2 separate regions of the Mus musculus genome follow, and region 2 is linked to region 1. Evidence: chromatin contacts called from public promoter capture Hi-C data. All regions are on one chromosome and are shown on one strand. Each heading gives the region's core, a stretch centred on a gene start, on an enhancer-like site or on the middle of the called end of the contact. The rest is flanking DNA. Distances are from core to core; before and after follow the strand shown.

Region 1 (6,078 bases), core at 2,586-5,085:
GAAACTAGAGGTGGCATGGGCCCATCTATGATATGGTCTTGCATCATGAGACTTATCATGACCACTAGACAATATAGTCAGACCAGGAAGCTGAGAAGTGTGTGTGCTCTGGAAGACCCCAAAGCAAACTTCCATCGCCAATGTACTCCAAAAACCCAGGACCTCCATAAGAAAGAAGACATCAGTTACCGGATAACGTCAGCTACAGGATAACGTAGCCTCAATTTGCTTATCTGAAGTTTTAAACCTAGTTGATAGTCAGAGAAAGGCTAGCTTCTTGTTGACAATTCAAGTTCTAGAAGGTTCTGATGCTGCTGTTTTAAAAGCCCCCTAGGTGACTCTGTCAACTCATGCTTGAGAACTACAGGCTACAGATGACCATCTCAACACACCTCTAGTCCTAGCATTGCAATGCCCTTATCCAAGTATTCTTTGATTGACTGCACTAGGACCAGAACACAAGTCCTTCAGAGTCTAGGGTGTAGCACCTGGCTCCTCTCTGCCCAGTGTAACCTCAGTCTTATCCAAATGCTAATAGGTGGCCCTGAAACATGACTGGCACAAGAACTCTGTGCCCATCCAATACTCATTTTTGTTGGCTAAGAATATCTACCAGTACTTGCTGGATAGAGCTGCAGGATATGAAGGGGTGCGGGTCGGGAGGACAGTACAGGCTTCTAAAGGAGTAACAGGATCTGCTCTGTCACTCTGGGACTATCCCAGATGACTCCATTCAAAGCTTTGCCATAATCGTCAGGGCCTCTGAGGGTCAGCACTACACCGTGGTGATAGAAGGGTTGTGTAGACCCTTCCTCCGCTCTCCATCTAAATAGGGGTACTGCGGCAAACTCACTTCAGAGTGCTCCTCCTCCTGTAACAGGTCACTATCTGCTTGCAAACACCTTTTAGAAATAGATATGTTGAGGTGAGGGAGATAGCGTGCCTGAGTGAGACTGAGCGTCCGCACACATGTAAAATATACATTTGTAGTCTCAGTGTTGGAGAGGCAGGAAGAGATGGACCCCTGGGGAATCACTGGTCAGCCAACCTAGCTTACTTGGCAAGTCCCAGGCCAATGAGAGGCCCTGTCTTCAAAAATTGTAGATCACACCTAAGGAATGACATCTGAAGAGGTGCTTTGGCTTGCACAGGCGCCTGCGCTGCCCCACACCAACCCCTGACTCCACACCCCCACCCCCACCCCCCGCATGCATGTACTCATGCAGTAGATATGTCTCTTCTCCATTATTTTCCTCTTCCTTTCATGTTCCTCTCTGATGGTAAAGGAAATCACCCCTTTTTATGGACGAGCCAACCACACGCTTTCTGATTTTAGGAGCCTTTTGTATTTTTATTTCAAAGGATGTACTCAGAGGTCTCAGAAGAGTTTCACCCATCTCCTCATTTCCAGCTTCTAGAGCCCACTTACTAGGCAGCGTCTAACAAATCCTTGGTTCAGAGTTCCTCCATTCTCCAACTGCCGATTGTGCTCCTATAGGCAAAGGCTAGGATGGGTAGCTGGGCATTTGAACACAACTCACTGTTTCTTTCCACGAGAACATCTCTTTTTACAACACTCACGGGCCAACCTGCGCCGAGATGAGGCGCCTGCAGTAAAAGAACCACGAGCTGAAGAGCAGGCTAACAGACGCAGAGAAACTCAAAGTGGTAGCATCCGACCGGCCTACTCTCCTCCCACTGTTAGATTCCAGAGGCCACTTCCGGTCTGCCCGCCCATCACTGCCTCTCCCCACCACTTTCCACATGCCTCCAAGAAAGTTCCACTATTCGCTCTGGCTACCAAAGTCCTCTCCTCTTCCCCATACCTCAGTGCCAAGCCCTGTGGAACCAAGACTGAACATCTCAGTGTTTGGTTCACTGAAGAGAGAGCCCTGGAGTGACAGATGCAGAATTCTGCCTTGCATCTTGCAAACAGAATATACCAGAAAACTTAAGAGTTGAATGAACACAGATGACAAAAAACAAAGACATCCGATATCAGTCCCTTGAAATGGTTCTGATTTGCCCATGTACTGTCCCACGGATGGCAAAGGAAATGTACCTGGCTGGCCTGGTGACGCTGTCTCCAAATTTGCTCACAATACTGTGTCACACACCCAGAAGTGACATTGACTTCCAAACCTCTTTGTTTGGAATTTTCATTCAGCCACATTGAGTACCACACCACACCCCTCTCCTGCTCTCCACGACAGCTCCACCTCTTGCCCTCTTCTGTCAGGTCCAGTGACCTCACTGTCCTGTCCTTAGTCTCCCAGGGACAGGATTTCTCAGAAAACAGAACATATAGCTTTAAAACAGGATCTTCCTCCTTAGTTTAAAATCTTAGATTCAACTTAGCTGTGTACCCTGCCTGACTATGGATTCCAGGAAAGACCTAACCCATAAAGTAGCTATTTTCCCCATATCCAAGAAGGCTAAGCTCTCTGATACCAGCAATTAATATCCATCTGTGCTCTTTTACTAATGTAGATCCAGGATGTAGGTAAGGACTTGGCAAGGTGACAAAGGATATCTTTGTCTAGGGGCAAAAGAAATTTATTAGGAGAATGTGAAGAGAGATGGGCAGGTGTTCCTTGAATTATGATAAGCTGTCTCTCGGGGGGGGGTTATGAGTAGAAGTGCTTTAAAGGTGGCTGGTTTTGATGCTCTCTGGCTTCTTAGAGGGTGACCTTTGAATTCCCCTTCAAATCCTGAAGCAGAGGTAGCATTACGGGAGGCTTTAAAAGACCTCAACGCTTCATGCCTGGCTTTAATTATCTCTCCCTGGTGGTGAACCTTGGCAAGGATACAAAAGTGCTGCTGCCTTGCCAGTGAGATGGTCACTCCTGGGGAGACAGATAAATCATGCTCGCTCCAGCCAGAATTCTCATCACGCTTTAGAGTTGCTGATGCGTGGGATGCAAATTAGCAGCGCAACCAGGAAAGCAAGGCAGAGGCTGTGGGCTGCGTGCCAAGTGGGCCAAAGCTCTGGCATGCATTTGGTGATAAGTATCAGTCCTGGGCATGCTTTCAGCACTTAAGGGTGACCTATTAATCCAGTAGCTGGGGCAGTGAGTTGGTGTCTTTTGGCCACCCTTGCGGTTGAATCATCAAGACTGGATCACCCTTTCTGGACTCTCTCCTTAAGGCTTTGTGTTAGTTCGGCTTCATTGTCAACTTGATTGGGTTGAGAAATGTCTAGATTAGCCAGGTGCACCTGCTGGTGTGTCTGCACGGCACCTTCCCGATTAGATTGACTACAGAAGAAACAGCCACACTGACTGTGGGTGTCACCATCCCCTAGGCTCCAGTGTAGATGGAATAAAAAAGGAAAATAAGGAGAGCCTGTAAATTCTCCCTCTCCCCCACTGCTCCCTCTCTCTCTCCCCCAACCCCCTTCGCTCCCTCCCTTTCTACCTCCCTCCTGCTTCCTGACTGCCACACCACAGTGCCAAGAACTGCTCTGCTCTTCCTACCTCTGCTTGTACGGGTTCCTGTCCTAACTTCCCCCAGTGAAGGACTGTAAACTGAAATAAACCCTTCCTTCCCCAAGACGCATTTGTTCATTGCTTTAGCACAGCAACAGGGAAAGCAAACTAGATATGATTTCTAGGGAATGAGTTCCGTATCATATGGATAAATCTTTTGTTTTTACTGCTTGAATGTGGCTCAGTGGAAATGGTCTCCTTTTAAGAAGGATTAAGAAGAAAATAGGGCATAATAGCCAAGACAATACTGAAGATAAGACTGCCCACATGACCTAGAAGGAAGAGCGAAACCAGCCAACAAGCCAGACGTAGGAGCTGGCAAATGTGGCCGCATCTGTGCAAGTTGGCAGAGCTCCTTAAAATAACTTCACACTAGCCCAGATGGACGACCAACGCGGTCATGAGGATCCTTCCCTGAGCCAGCCAGGCGCTGTAACTAACTTCCTCTCGTTTCTCTGAGCGCAACCTCAAGCTTCACTGTTATCTGGGAGGAGGAGAGGTGGAGAGGACAACCACACAGAGCAATTGTTTCAGACACACCTCCTGCTTGACCACGTTCCCAGGCCTTTCCTCTCCACGTCCTTCATAACCAAGGAGCAACTTCCTGGCTTGGTCTAACAATAACTACCTGTTAGAATTTAAAGGGACCAGGCAATGGGTAAAGGCTCTTGTTGCACTGCCTAGGGACACGGGTCCAACCTCTGGTTAGACTCCTGTAAAGATGGGATGAGATAAAGGATTCTAAAGTTGTCCTCTGATCTCCACACGTACCCACACATACCCATGGAAACACAGACACAGACACACATACTCACATACATATACACACACAATTTAAAGTAAAATAAAAATATTTAAAGAATTTGAAGGAACTGGAAGGCTGGAGACATAGCTCAGCAGTTAAGAGCACTGGTTGCTCTTCCAGAGGATTGAGGTTCAATTCCCAGCACCCCCACAGTGCTTACAATCATGTGTAATTCTAGCCCCAGAGTAGGCAACACCTTCTTTTGCCCTCATTGGCATAGTATGCATAGATGTTTAAATATATATGAAAGCAAAACACCCATACCCATAAAATAAAAGTAAAGGAAAACTTAAAAATAAATCAATAAAATGTAAAAGCAAAAATCCCCTTTCCTTGTCGTCTACTGCTCTGTGGAGGCATTCTTCCCTCTTCTCTGCTTGTACTTGAAAACTTTGTTGAATTAATTTAGTTGTGTAGCTTTTTTGCTCTCCTTAATGACAGATACTCAAAATCACTTAACTTCCTCATAGTCTTCTGCCTAATAGTCATGGCACATGTGGGTCCTCAATTATTATTGATGAATGTGTTTACCATGAATGAATGAATGAGTTGAGTTGTTATTAAAGTTGAAGGTATGTTGGCCTTGATGGCACCCTCCTGTAATCTCATTGGTCTTGATGGCACCCTCCTGTAATCTCATTGGTCTTGGTGGCACCCTCTCTTAAACGCGTTCTCACGACCGGCCAGGAAAGACACAACAAACCAGAATCTTCTGCGGCAAAACTTTATTGCTTACATCTTCAGGAGCAGGAGCGCAAGCCCCAAGCCCCAAAAACGAAAGCCCCCTGCTTACATCTTTAGGAGCCAGAGCGCCAGAGCGCAGAGCGCCAGAGCGCAAGCAAGAGAGAGAATGGCGGAAACCCCGTTCCCTTTAAGGAGAATTATCCTTCGCCTAGGACGCATCACTCCCTGATTGGCTGCAGCCCATGGCCGAGTTGACGTCACGGGAAAGGCAGAGTACATGTAGTGGTAAAATACCCTTGGCACATGCGCAGATTATTTGTTTACCACTTAGAACACAGGATGTCAGCGCCATCTTGTGATGGCGAATGTGGGGGCGGCTCCCAACATCTCCCCCTTTCCTTTTAATAAGAGCAATAGGCCACCCATATTAATGAGAGTGGAGATAGAGGTCAAATCCCCAGTGTGCAGGTAAAGGAGCCATGTACAGGATTAGCTCTTAGGCTCACAGGCTTTTACCCAGAGCAACCCTGACCTGCTCCCGTGTCGTTTTACCTGGAGAGAAGGACACTTGGACACTCAACCTTCTTGAAAGATGACATGTCTCCCTAGAATAGGCTCATATATGCCGCAGAGCCCTTCTACTGCAGTGCTAAGCCGTGCAACTCTCTCGGGCTGCTGAAGCACACTCACTCTATCCCGTGCAATGAGACTAGCCTCGTGAGATGCAAGAGCTGAGTGGCCAGCGACCTATTGCTTAAGCATAGATATATCAGGGGAAGCACCATGTTCTAGAGCTGCAAGTGCCTGGGCAATAACCACCTTGTCTCTCCTAGTTTGGGCCTTAAGCTTACAGACCAACCAAAGAAGCAACACTAATCCACAGCAAAGTATATCTCCAAATAATATCAATCCCACCCATTCTTTAAAGAAGGGAAATGCTGAGGAGATCCAATTGGGTAATCCTTTGGTCAGGGACAGGTCCAAGCGCGTGGAGTTGACCTGAAGTCTCAATTTCCGAAGGATCTGTTCAAATTCAGCCGTCCAATTCTGTAACATATACTGAAAAAGACTTTTTGACAAATTAGCTGCCCTAGTAGATTT
Region 2 (6,078 bases), core at 2,251-4,750, 380 kb before region 1:
CAGAAGCACTCAAGTCACAGGGCATCTTTCTAGGGGAGAGGAAAAGCAGGGTGGCGTCCGTAGCTCTGCAAGAAGCGTTGGGAAGTCATGGGAAGGACAGGGCGGACACTGAAGACATTGATCAGGAAACGCCAGCAAAAGGAAGACATTTGGGCCCCACCCACGGTGAGCCGCCAAACCATGGCTTCCTTGTTCTCTAAGTTTGATTCACTTTTAAACATCTTTATCTTTAGAAAACGATTCTGTGTACCTTGTCAACATGCGCTCTTTAGCACATCTTATTTACAAATTTATTCACTAAGCTGTGGAAAGTACTTTAAGACATCAAAAAGAGGCTGACTTTCCCTCCCCTAGACTCCATATCAGGCCATGTTATGTCACCATCTCTCCAGGAAGTGGTGCCAGATAGAAAAGACTCAAGGGCCCATTACAACCAACCAATCCACAGGCCAGATTGCCTCCTCCAGAGGTGGTGAATTTACTCTTGACCTTGACCTGACCTCCCTGGTAGACTTCTTGGTCTATGAATGTTCACTGTGGTGTAGCCTCACCAAAAGACTATCATGTATATAGCATTCTGCCTGTGTGTATGCCTGCAGGCCAGAAGAGGGCACCAGATCTCACTATAGATGGTTGCGAGCCACCATATGGTTGCTGGGAATTGAACTCAGGGCCTCTGGAAGAGCAGTCAGTGCTCTTAACCTCTGAGCTATCTTTCATTTAAGGAACATTTTAAAACAGCTGTAGATAGGTTTTAGATCACAACGTGTAGAAGTGTTATGTCTTATCTGTGCTTGGTGGATTAAGCGGAACAGTAAACACATTAGTGAGAGACATGGGGGGACTTGACTGTAATGCTTTCTGAAGAGTTTTGTTTTTTTTTATTTTCTGTTTGTGTGAGAGTGCCTGTATGTATGTATGCATGCACTACGAGTGCAGTGCCCTTGGAGGCCAGAAGAGGGCGTTAGATCCTCAGGAGCTGGGGTTAGGGACAATTGTGGCCCACTATGTGGATGGTGGGAATTGAACCCAGGTCCCCTAGAAACGCACCCAGTGCTCTTTAACTACCAAGCCATTTCTCTAGACCCCAACCTTGGCATTCTCAAAAGTCATACGAGAAGGTGGAGTTTCTATGAGCTGGGGGTGGGGCTAGTCCTATTTAGATAAGAGGAGATGTGTTGCATGATTCTCGAGGGACACTTATGGCTGCTGGTGAGGTGGCCACAGGAACAATGCAATTTCTCTGTGGCTCATGGCTCTGAATTAGATGAGTGCTTTTTTTCTTAGGGTTGTTCTGAGGATAAAGCTTGATGTTCTGCGTTGAGCGCCTGCTAAGCACACAGCACTCTTAGCTGTAAGGGTGAGGATGCCATGTGTAGTTAGTTACCTGTTAGACTCCAAAGCATCCAGGAGGAGCAACAGAACTTGGTGGTTCAAGAGTAGGTGCTCACAGCAGTGACTTCCCCTCCTCATAGCAGTGACTTCCCTTCCTCACAGCAGTGACTTCCCCTCTATAGGTTAAAATGGGCATCAGAAGAACTCACATGCAGATTATGTTTTCAGTACAGACTATCTTCAGCTAATCTTACTGAGGTAACTGTTTTAGACCTGGATATACATCGGAAATCACCTGCGAATCTTTTCTTACTAATTAAGCCTGTTCCTTGACAATTTTATAAATGTGTATCATGCATTCTGTTTACTCTCGACCCCCCACCCTCTGTCATTTCTCTTCTATCAACTGTCTTCTCTGTCCCACAAAGCCCCCTTTCACATTCTGAAATCCACCAAGTTTAACCACAGCCATCGGTGTGAGTTATGGGTTTGGAGCTATCCGTTTGAACCTGGTGGGCTGAGCCATGGGCGTGCAACTGAAGACGATGACTCTTCCAGACGATGAAAGTTCAGCTTGGAGGGCCAGGGCTTCCTGGGCTTCTCTCCTTTTATGGCCGACTGTTGACAGGGAGAGTCTTGCGCAGGCTCAGTTCAGGCAGCCTCGGTTCCTGATTGTAGTGGCTGCGTTGAATTCAGAAGATGGCGGATCTCAGCTCTCCTCTTGGTCTTCTGGCTCTTGTGTTCTCCCCACCCCTTCTTTGGTGACCTTCCTGAGCCATAGAGGAAATGGTGTAAACATCTTATTTAGGGCTGAGTATTCAACTGCCGCTCATCACCTGGGAATCGAGGGACATTCTCCTCTGAGCAGTCTGTGGGTGGGGGACTTACAGGTGATTCCTCAGCTTAGTCAACAATGGCGGCTGCTCTGAGGCAGGTTAGTCCCCAAACCAAGGTCAGAATGATGGAGGACTGCTGCCTGGCCATCTAATCTAGGCCTATCCATAAACCTGACGCCTGCAGGTCCCCAGTCCCCCTCAGCCACTCTGCTGCTTGGCTGTGTCTGCTCTTTCTCCTCCTGCACTCCAAGGCTATTCTTAGCCCTCATAACAACCTCAAGCCCCCTCCTCCATTTTCCCTTCCCATAGTTACTCCTTTTGCACTTTTCAAAAGAAATAAAGGTAAACAGTCAAACCTTCAACTTCCTTTCTCTTGCCCCGCCCACCCCATCTTCTCCCATTGGAGAAAAGAGCTGGCCAGTCTCCATCTTGTTCTGAATTGCTGAGACAGACAAAACTGCTCTTTCAGACCCCATAGCCTCGAGTTGCTTGGGGACTCTGCCACTGATGACTGTCCCCTTCCTTTTCAGACTCCTGCTTGTCCCTTGGCTTTGTGGACAGCAGTCTGCATTGGAGTGGACAACCATTCTTGAGCCAGGCGTAGAACATCAGCCCCTCCCTATCTTTCTCTTACTCTCCCTTTCTTCTCTGATATGTTTTTCTTGACTTTTCCTTTGTACAACTTCATTCTGCACCCCTGTGAGAATGCAGATTGGGTCATGTCATTTCTTATCATATGTCCTTCCTGTGTGAGGAACACAGGCCCCTTAAGGTTGACCCATGCCCAGAGGCTCTAGAGCCTTGATGGCTGCCGTGTTCCTGTATGTCATGTTTACAGGAGTCACAGTTGGTCCTTGGGTCCTGGTACTTGGTTCCAGCCTCTGTGGCCCAGCTCACTCTCACCTGCCTGCCTCTGCTCATTCATTACCACTGGGCTCAAGTTTATCCCTCCTCGGGGCCCTCTCTGTGCCCTTATGAAATTTTCATGGCCTCCTTTGTATCCTCCTGTTGTTGCTGGATTCTGCCATGAAGCCTGCACCCCGCTATTGCCCTGCTTGTGAAGAATTTTAGACAAGTGCTATCTCTATTCACACAAGCCAGGATGATCTTGAAACATTTTCAATTTTGGCGTTATCTCTCAAGCACTCAGAGTTTTTTTCCCCCTTCCAGGTAGGGTTATATTGTAAAACATCTATACTGGGCGATAGAACAAGCCTGGACTTCAGTGAAGCTGCAATTTCACTGTAGCTGCTCGTTACACCCACCAGCACTCTCCTTCCCACACACCCTGTTCCCGACGTCCCTGGATTCCACAGACTTGAGTAAAATCCTGGGCACTGCGGCAGCATCTGCCAAGAAGGCAAATGTTAATATTCATGGGAAAACAATGCCTAATACAAGATTAGGGGTTTTCAGTAATTGCTTGAGTAAAAGCTTATTGTTCTCTGATGTCATACCATACTAATAAAGCAAGCTCAGGGCTGTAAGAAATACTGGGTGTTGTTAGGCTTCAGGCAAGAGTGTCGGCTGCTTAGATGGAAGTGGCGAGGACTCACCCATAGTTCCGACTAAGGCAGTAAGCACTAGAGGCTGGTTAAGTGGAAGTATTTTAAAATTCAGTACAATTAAAGTTTCGGTATCTTGGCGGGCCCAGACTCACTTCAGATGCTCAGCAGTCATGTGGGCACGGGTGTTGATCAGCATAGATTTCCTATCGATCCAGATGTTTGTGTCACTGAAGAAAGTTCAGCTGCATGACACCATTCCAGATATGTAATCTAGGAAAAGTGGCTTCTTTCCACCCAGGCAAAGTGGGGCTTCTAAAGACAAGGGCCCAAGCTGATGTGACAAGTCCTTGGTTTGTGGGTTCTAAGTAGATCGGCTTTGGCAGAGCTGAGGAGTGCTGCAAGTCTCCAGGTCAGGTCAAGACAGAACAGCTGGCTGTTGGCTTCTCAGTGTTTCTCGGTTGACTCCCACAAGGCTTTGACCGTGTGTCCTTTTTCCTGATACCCTACCCTGAGAAGAGAACCATACAATGATACATCCAAGTGTGCCTGCCCCAGGCACAGAACAATCCTAGCAGTTCCTTTAGGATCAAGTGTTTCCATCCTCATGGGTGCTGGCATCTCCTAGAAAGATGGCAGGTGTTGATTGTACCACTGAGTGGCTGGTCCTCAGCTCCTGGCAGCAGGGGCATCATGCAGTGTGCCACCCCCTCTCTGTGTGATGCCACCGAGTGGCTGATCCTCAGCTCCTGGCAGCGGGGGCATCGTATACTGTGCTGCCTCCTCTCTGTGTGGTGTCTTTGCTATTTAGGGTCCTCTGAAGTTCCAGAGGGAACTCCAGCCAGCATTCTGCCCTTCAGGGTTGGCCCAGGATGAGCACAGTGCACAAGATATAAAGTGTCTCCAAAGACATGCGGAGGGAGGGGGTGACACACCTGGGAAACCTGCCCCTGACTGAAAATCCGGAAGTTCCCAACTCTTGCCCTGCTGTGATCTGCTGATTCCCAATGCCATTTAAAAAAAAATCTTCCAAGGCATACCATATTTGTTTTTTTTATTTTTATAGTGGCTACCTTAAGTTTTTGAGTAAAAAAATCAGGATGCTACAAATGATAAATAAGCTGGATTTCTGTATGTTATCAGGATAAATAAGCTGGATTTCTGTATGTTATCAGGACAAATAAGCTGGATTTCTGTATGTTATCAGGAGGAGTCAAGTTTGGGGTTGGGCAAAGGACTGAGATGTTTTGTAAAAGGAAACAAAGCAAGTGAGGGATCGCAGCGTCATTCACATGTATATGTTGTATATAATGCATCTTTGTTCCATATATGTCTAATGATAATTATATCTATATGCACGTGGTATATGTTGCAACATGTGACTTACTGTACTACACTTGTGATATTAGGCTTAAAAGTATTGTCTTTACGGTTGAGGAAGTCGAGGCTCAGACAGGATCATTATCTTACCCATGGTCGCACAGCCAGTTGGTGGGAAGGCAGGGAATTGCAGTGTTTGAGACAATCAGACCCATCGTGCCTGAGCCCAGCTCTCTCTCCTCTGTTTGCTTGCAGGTCCTTGTCCCATGGGTCCTGAGGAAGGCGAGTGCCTGAATTATGTCTTGAAGTAGTACTACAGCCAGGAAGAAGAAGCTTGCTACCGCCTCTGGTTTGGGGACTGTGGGGGCAAGGCCAACCAGTCTGAAACCAGAGAAGAGTGTGAGACATGGTGTAGGCCAAGCCTTGTAACTGACGCCCTTCCTTTAACGGCGAGACAGTGAGACTGGCGTTACCCTTGCTGAGACAGGCTTCCCAGCTCATGACTGACAAACCCCACCCTGTAGCCCTGGATATTCTAACTCCCTCCACTGTTTTCCTGCCTGTGAAGGCTTAGGCTAGATCATTTGTAACGGAGAAGGATTAAATTCTATTTTTCCCTCATTGTAAAATTAGCTCTTGGAGAACTTTGTACAAAGTGTTTTGGTCATATTCACCCATACTTGGACTCCTTCAAGATTCACTCCCTCTCTCCTGCCAATCCAACTTTGTGCCATCGTTAAAAACCCCCATCAAGTCCAGTTTGTGCTGCCCACATGCGTGGCCTTCCACTGAAGCATGGCCGACCTGCCAGGGACTGCACTGTAATGAAAACCGACTCTGCTGCTCGCAGAACTCCCCAGCTGGGATGTAATTGGGTGCCTATCTTCCCTCTCCGTGCTGGGATGCTGTTTGGCTTGATCTTGCATATTCTTTAGGATTCCAATGTTTATTCTCAAATATTTGAGTTTTTTTTAAAAGAAATTAAATGTGTTGTGATTTAACATACACAGACACATACACAGAGACACAGGCTGATAGACAGAGATACACACATGCACCACAGACACACCCACACACCTGAG

The links. Promoter capture Hi-C pulls out the DNA fragments that hold promoters and counts their contacts.
Region 2: a contact with region 1 is called in a promoter capture Hi-C map of hippocampal neurons, with 2.6 times the contacts expected there. The contact joins two enhancer-like sites. A contact is called at or near these places in 1 of 39 promoter capture datasets (hippocampal neurons), 2 of 15 datasets of contacts at CTCF or cohesin (large pre-B cells and pro-B cells), 1 of 115 datasets of contacts at active chromatin or transcription factors (kidney) and 1 of 9 other capture datasets (embryonic stem cells).

Annotation. Positions count from the first base shown.
Region 1 is chr9:105,609,983-105,616,060 of GRCm38.p6, reverse strand. No RefSeq gene overlaps it. Among named protein-coding and RNA genes, the nearest start is that of Pik3r4, 30 kb to the left of the region's middle. Within about 2 kb of position 3,835, at least 19 of the 459 cell types and tissues checked have an H3K27ac peak or open chromatin away from gene starts, as enhancers often do. A contact at or near this core is called in hippocampal neurons, where this site is marked.
Region 2 is chr9:105,990,008-105,996,085 of GRCm38.p6, reverse strand. Col6a4 (collagen, type VI, alpha 4) reads left to right here. Exons shown (of 38, transcript NM_026763.2): 37 at 1-165; 38 at 5,252-5,768. The coding sequence ends at 5,307. Among named protein-coding and RNA genes, the nearest start is that of Col6a5, 32 kb to the right of the region's middle. Within about 2 kb of position 3,500, at least 8 of the 459 cell types and tissues checked have an H3K27ac peak or open chromatin away from gene starts, as enhancers often do. A contact at or near this core is called in hippocampal neurons, where this site is marked.